Linked DNA regions of Lactuca sativa: region 1 is linked to region 2. A link is a contact called in public Hi-C data. All regions are on one chromosome and are shown on one strand. The core of a region is the stretch at or near the end of the contact, and the rest is flanking DNA. Distances in the headings are between cores, read along the strand shown.

Region 1 (3,337 bases), core at 347-2,846, 360 kb after region 2:
AAGCTAACTGAAGATATGGAACATTGGGGAATTAACTTGGAAGACTTGTTTGTAAGGCGTCTTGGAGCGAGAAATAGAACCTACTTTTGGAAGGACAAATGGTGTGACAGTGTAGTGTTGAAAGATGTTTTTCCGGAACTTTATCGCATTGAAGTGCAGAAAAATTGCATGGTCAGTAACAAAATTCGAAACAGAGGTCTAGATGGAATTCATGGGCAGTGGTCGACAAATCCAAGGAGAGGAAGGGAGGCAACCGCTTTATCAGATTTAAACAACAAAGTTGTTGGTGTGGTGTTGACAAACATAGCTAATTCGTGGGTTAGGAAAGGTAACGAGCAGTGTTCTAAAAGGCGTGTCATGGCGTGAGGCGTGGCTTCGCCGTTACGAAAAAGCCTCATAACGTTGCTGTTAGGCGTGGCGCGTGGCAAGACGTGATATGGCGCGCCATGGCGCGTTATGGGGTGTTATGGCACGTGTTTTTTCGGTTGAGACACGTTTCTTTGCTCTTTGTTATGTCCTTTTCTAATCAGGGATACAAGTATTGTGGTTTTTGTTAACTTTTTGTTATTAGTTATTGATCTAACAATTCTAAAAAGTAGTTATATTTAATATAAATTTATATTTATGTGGTAATATAATTTTAAATTATTACAAAATCGCCGCCTTACATCACGTCTTGAAAAACGCCATGACTCGCCATGACTCGTTAAGCTTGAGGCTTGACCTTGCCACCACACCACGCCTCACGCCATTTAGAACATTGGTAACGAGACAGGTGGTTTTACAGTTCAAAATTTGCGGAACTTGATGGCTACTGCGGAAGAGGTCTCAAACCCGTTTCCTTTTCATTGGGATGGTTGGGCTCCTCTAAAAGTGAATTGTTTTGTTTGGCATTTATGTTTAAATAGGATTCCAGTTGTCGACAACCTTCTTGTTAGAGGTGTGACTTTGCCATCGTATCTTTGCCCGCTCTGTGGTATTGAACAGGAAGATGTCGACCATCTGTTTTTTAAGTGTAGTTTTGTAAAAAAAAAGTTTGGAGCTGGTTATGTAACTGGTCAATGTTATTGAATTCTGTTCCTATGAATGTTTCTGACATGTTGGGGGTGGTAAAGACTTTGGTGTTGAATAAGAAAATGAAGAAATTGCTACGTGCCCTAATATATTTAGTTTTATGGAGCATATGGAAGTCTAGAAATGCTTTAATTTTCAAAAGTGTCGGGAGCAACCCAATGAAGACAACCGATGATATCCAATTAATCTCTTTCAATTGGTTGAAATATAAAGGGAGATTTAGTTCTTTATATTGGTTTAACTGGTGTAATTCTCCTGTTTCTCTTGTTTGTATGTTGTAACTTGTCTAGCGTCTCGCTAGTTTCGTTTCATTGTAATTATGTCGTTCGGAAAAAAAAAAAAAAAAGATATATCCGAATCAAGTTTTTTCCTGGATACAAGAGCTATCCGGTATGTGCACCAGTTAGTTTGGGTTGAGCAGAGCAGGCCTTCATGGGCTTTAAACACCTACCTAACTAAGTGAGTGGGTCGAATCTGATTTCCGAGACTGAAACCCTACTCTTTGACTTTGATTTTGATCTATCAATTACGAACTTGCGATCATCCTGATTCCTAACTGGATCTCAGAAAATAAATATATATTGAAATACTTTTAAGATCCGACAAAATCTCAACCTTCACCTCAAACGGAAAAATGGCGAAGATCACGATGATGAATTCTCTCCTCTCTCTAGTATTAGTCTTCTTCATAGCCTCATCATCGGCAATTGCCGGCTCCGATTCTCCTTTCATCGTAGCTCACAAGAAAGCTACACTCAACAGACTCAAATCCGGCGCCGAAAAAGTCTCCGTTTCTATCGACATATATAACCAAGGATCTGCGTATGTAGCTTCCACCTTCTTTTCTCGTATTTACTTTACATAGATCTCTTCATGTAGTTGCTCCACAAATTCGATTTGCCATCTGCACATTCCGATCCATATTTTAGGCGTTTGGTTGCTTTCTTATTCCATGGATCTGAATAGATCGATGGAATCGTCTATGCTCAAGGCCTCAAGCCATCTAATTAATTATGGATCCGGTGTTTCTGTTACAATCGGATATTGATTAGACAGCTATATTCTTTAGCTATGAATTATGAATTAAGCCTTTCAAATTTCTAGCAAGAGATGATAATGAAGCTTCCCTTATGTACAATTTTTGTTCCAGGTAGAAAAAATTGCTAATTTAATGATAAGACTTTGTGGTCTCAATCATTTCGCTATACCATTTAATACAATACAAGTTGGTTCTTTTCGAACTCAGAGAATCTGATCAATTGCATCACCATAACAGTTAACAAGAAAGTGTCTTATGTTTGGTCTTTGATCATCAATATTTTTCTCTTGTTTTTGCCAAAGATATATTTTCAAATTTCAACTATGGTGAAAGCATTGTATATTTCCTCTTATAATCTATGCTGAAAGCTTGATAGAGGTAACATTGTCTTGCAGTTGCAATATGATCATTGAGAAGATATTTGACCTGAAGCTCATTGTAATTCAAATAGTTCGAGTTATAATTATAAACTCAATAATGTTACTAATTAGTAAAAATACATAGAAAGGAGTATGAGTTTAGGCATATTTCCATGAAGCACTTCCATTTCATTGTTTGTTTATACAAAGTTTTGACAAATATATCAATTTATTTCTTACATAATCTCACACTTTCCCCCTCTTTTCCATCCAGGGCTGCTTATGATGTTAGCCTCAGTGATGATGGCTGGTCTTCTGAGATATTCAGCATCATCTCAGGGAACACTTCAACTTCATGGGAAAGACTCGATGTGTATGTATAATCATATTCTTGAATTGATTTTTTCTTTTCTTGAATTGATTCTCACAATAATTACTTGTCATATTTTCAGTGGTGCTGTTCTATCACACTCTTTTGAGTTAGAGTCAACAGTGAAATCTGTCTTTTACAGCACACCTGCTGTTATTACATTCCGTGTCCCCACAAAGGCTGCACTACAGGTTAAATTCATCATTCATGGAAAATATGAATTAATTTTATTATTATAATTTATAAATATATATTATGTGTTTAGTCTAACAATCTTTTTTACTGTTGCAGGAGGCATATTCAACCCCACTTCTGCCTCTTGAAATCCTATCAGATAAGCCACGTGAGAATACATTCGATCTTGTAAGTCTTTTACTTTCTAAAACAAATTTATATAAACTGATTTATAATTGAAATAAAAGTCTTGTTAACTAATAATGCATTGCTGTGTTCTTGTGCATGAATGTGTGCTTTGATGGCTGCTACTCTTTCAGG
Region 2 (3,432 bases), core at 913-3,412:
GCTGATGTGGCACGATGGTTCGCTACCCTTGTCAGTGATTAGACCATGGTAGTAGTATGCTGCAGCCTGATACCCAAAGATATTGATTTAAACACATGTGCGGGGGGTATTTTTGTAAATTTAATAAGTTTAGTAATGCAAAGTGCAAACCTTTGCTTCGAGGTACTTCCATTTGATAAATGATAGATGTTTTTTTCCGTATCCATTGAGGTCGTGACAGGTGGACAAGCAGTAGTGTGCCTGACCGAAGTAACTTAGTTGCTCACATGCTAGTCTTCTTTTTACGGATAAAGTTGCGTTTTTACTTTCAACCGCCGAAGCAAGCTGCATTTCTGTTCCCTGAAAGGATAGTCATAACCGTGTTTGTAAAAACACAAGATAGAACAAAACAGTACAAAAGTATTGTACTGTTTTAACACCAACAGTAACAATACTATCAAATAGTAAATACAGTAGTATTGTTAGTGTTGCTGTTAGTGTTTTATAACACTAACAATACTACAAAATAGTATGTAGTGTTTTGTAACACTAACAATACTACAGAATAGTATGTACTACCGTGCTTTACTGCTGAATAGTAAAGCATAGTAGTAATAAGAGTGTGGTCTAAATTAGACTTGAGAAAATTAAAAGCTGTCAAACACAGGAAAGCATGTTTTATCATCTACTGTAAAAGCTGTCTAAAAGGGACATACCTGTGCTAGTGCTTGAATATAAGCGGCCTCAATTACATTCTCCTGCAAATCTACAGGAAGCTTCATCCTGATCATAAAGCAAGATGTGAATTACATGATTTGGTCCATTAATATGAATTTTTTGTGAAGATCAATGGCTTATTTGAAAATCTAAACGTACTTGATGTGAGGTGGAATTCGGACAAGAATTTCTTGAAGACAGAATTGAAGGTACCCAGCTGCCTTCACCAATAAGTCGACAGCGCATCTGATGTTATCTATGGTTAACAAGAAAAATCAAAGATCAATCGAACTTTTTCAGAGACGGATTTGAAGTTGGATGATCGTAATAGATAAGGGTTTCGTACCTGTAGATTCGACTTCTTCAGTAGTGACAGTTTGATTAGGAATTAGTTTTGAGTTTGCCTCCATTAATGTCAGCATCGCCATCATATGAACAACAGATAGTAATTCAAACCAGGAATCTGCAACACTTATTTCCTGTTCATCGAAGTGGATATTGGATTACAAAAGGAATTCACATGAACAGAAAATCGAAAAGGGTATTGAGTTAATCGAATCCTTACTTGTCGATCGTCTAAACCTTTCCATTTGAATTCAACGAGTTCTCGGAAACCAAGTTCTGATACGCAAATTAACAACGAAATTAGTACGAGTATAACTAATCTATCGAATATACGAAAACGTTATAAACCTTGATCAGTGAGGCCAATTAATAATGGTAAGTACTCCTCCAATGCACGTAGCAATTCAGGAACAGCTGATACATCTGCAACAAGTTACAGATCCGTAAAAAACTGCAGGGGATTTAACAAACAGATTGAAATTAGGGAGCAGAGAAGAATCTAACCAGTTTGTTGCGATAGTAGAGCAATTTGATTCCGGGAATAGGTAAGACGATCAGCCAAATCCTTGGGAACAAGGCCTTTAAGGGGTTTTTGGAAATTGGAGTTTATAGGAACTCGAATTGAAGGAGAAAGTATGGTAACAAGAGGGATCTTCATCTGCTTCTTATTCCCTCCAACCCTGTAAACAGAAGCTGCACACCCCATTGTGAAGTTGTACGTTGTGATTATGGATCATAAATCGCTATTCTATAGACAATTCACAGGAATATTAGGCAGATGATGTGATGTGTATGAAGCTTCTTGTGTATTGGATGTCAGATGGAGATGGGAAGAAGGATACGTGATTTGATGGATTCTTTACTCCAATTTTGATTTGATAGAAGCATTCGTGCAACTTGAAGCTGTCTGCGATATGGGAAATTAATGGTGTACATTGTTTCATACACCTGGAATTGGATTAAATAAATGGGGAAGCTGAGCTCAGATCTCTTTGTGAATTCATTCATGGCGTTAGCATGTGCATGTACATGGGTTATTGTGTTGGATGAGCGCAGATCAAGGACCAGGGTAGCCATGATTGAACTTCATCTTGGTAAAAGTGACTTGTTTCATCTTCTCTAACATCTTACCTTTGAACAATTGATTATAGAAAGGATGACCAATTAATTTATATTTTTTTATTAACTAGTTTATGTAGTAAAATAAAATTTTCATCGATTTTTGTGTGTTTACATTGTTACTGATTCATGCAACCGACTAGTAGTGTAATGCATAAATTGATAAGTGACATATTAAAATATGCATACATAAATTAATAAACAAGTTATAATAACAACTATTATAAGGATCCGATGTCGTTCCAAACAAAACAAGTATTAAAAGTGGCAAAATAAGAGTTTACACAGATTCAGGAATTTATCAACATAAATAATTTTACATCATGTTAAAATAAGTTGGTCGATTCTTTGCTATTATTGTTCATTAACTCTTGAAGACAATTTCATCTCCATGTGTTTTGTTAACTGTAGATTTTAACAACGAAGGTGTTTTCCCATCTAAACTTCTAGTATACTTCAATGATCTTATTGCTTAAGTTAAAGATATCTCTTTTAGTTGTACAGAGTATAAGGATTCCATCTCTTTCTTGAAATGTTAACTAAAGACAAATGTAATGATATTTATTACTATGCTGATCAAGAGTCATTGTAGGTATGCTAATGGTATTAGAATAAGCATATATGTGGACTGCTCTCAATGAACCTTGATTGATTAGATTGAGGAGGAAAGGTTAGAATTTGGGAACGAAGAGGATGAATATGAGGATTGTGATAAGGACGTCGATGAGATTCAGATGCTTGTCATGTCACATAGTATTACATCACTTCCCCTTCAACATTTCACAAGGAACGACATCGGATCCTTATAATAGTTGTGTAAACTATTATAAATTAGTTTATATTGATACATAAATTAGTTTATATTGACGATTAGTTATTGGGAAATCTCCAGAAAAGTCCTAAAATTTTACCCTAATTTACGAAAAAGTCTCAAACTAAATTTTGTTTACGAAAAAGCATGAATTACCGGTAAAAATGGCGATTTGACCCCTTGTTTCCGGTTTATTGGTTTTATTACTTACCTTTTTTACTAAAGTCCCATTATTTTACCTTAATTTGCGAATAAGTCCCAAAATAAAATTTACTGATGATTTGACTATTTTCTCTATATAACATACATTTTACCGGTTTCATTGCTGATCTGGACACCTAGTCATTAAATGAGATGATGAGATGAATATGTTAAGTTATATAATGCTATGTTTAGCATAAAACTTGATATCTTGATATATTGTATATCTTTTTCGAACATAAAATGCATCCAACGAAGAC

Evidence for each region. A called contact is a pair of places that touch in the nucleus more often than the background predicts.
Region 1: a contact with region 2 is called in a Hi-C map of seed, with 4 times the contacts expected there. The contact joins the promoter of LOC111882323 here to the promoter of LOC111876138 in region 2. A contact is called at or near these places in 2 of 4 Hi-C or Micro-C datasets (leaf and seed).

Annotation. Positions count from the first base shown.
Region 1 is chr3:214,253,012-214,256,348 of Lsat_Salinas_v11, forward strand. LOC111882323 reads left to right here and starts at 1,597. Exons shown (of 6, transcript XM_023878681.3): 1 at 1,597-1,896; 2 at 2,747-2,845; 3 at 2,925-3,033; 4 at 3,134-3,205; 5 at 3,337. The coding sequence starts at 1,709.
Region 2 is chr3:213,888,559-213,891,990 of Lsat_Salinas_v11, forward strand. It overlaps LOC111876138, which reads right to left and starts at 2,163. Exons shown (of 10, transcript XM_023872668.3): 1 at 1,546-2,163; 2 at 1,390-1,464; 3 at 1,262-1,317; 4 at 1,043-1,175; 5 at 856-952; 6 at 696-762; 7 at 151-339; 8 at 1-66. The coding sequence starts at 1,747.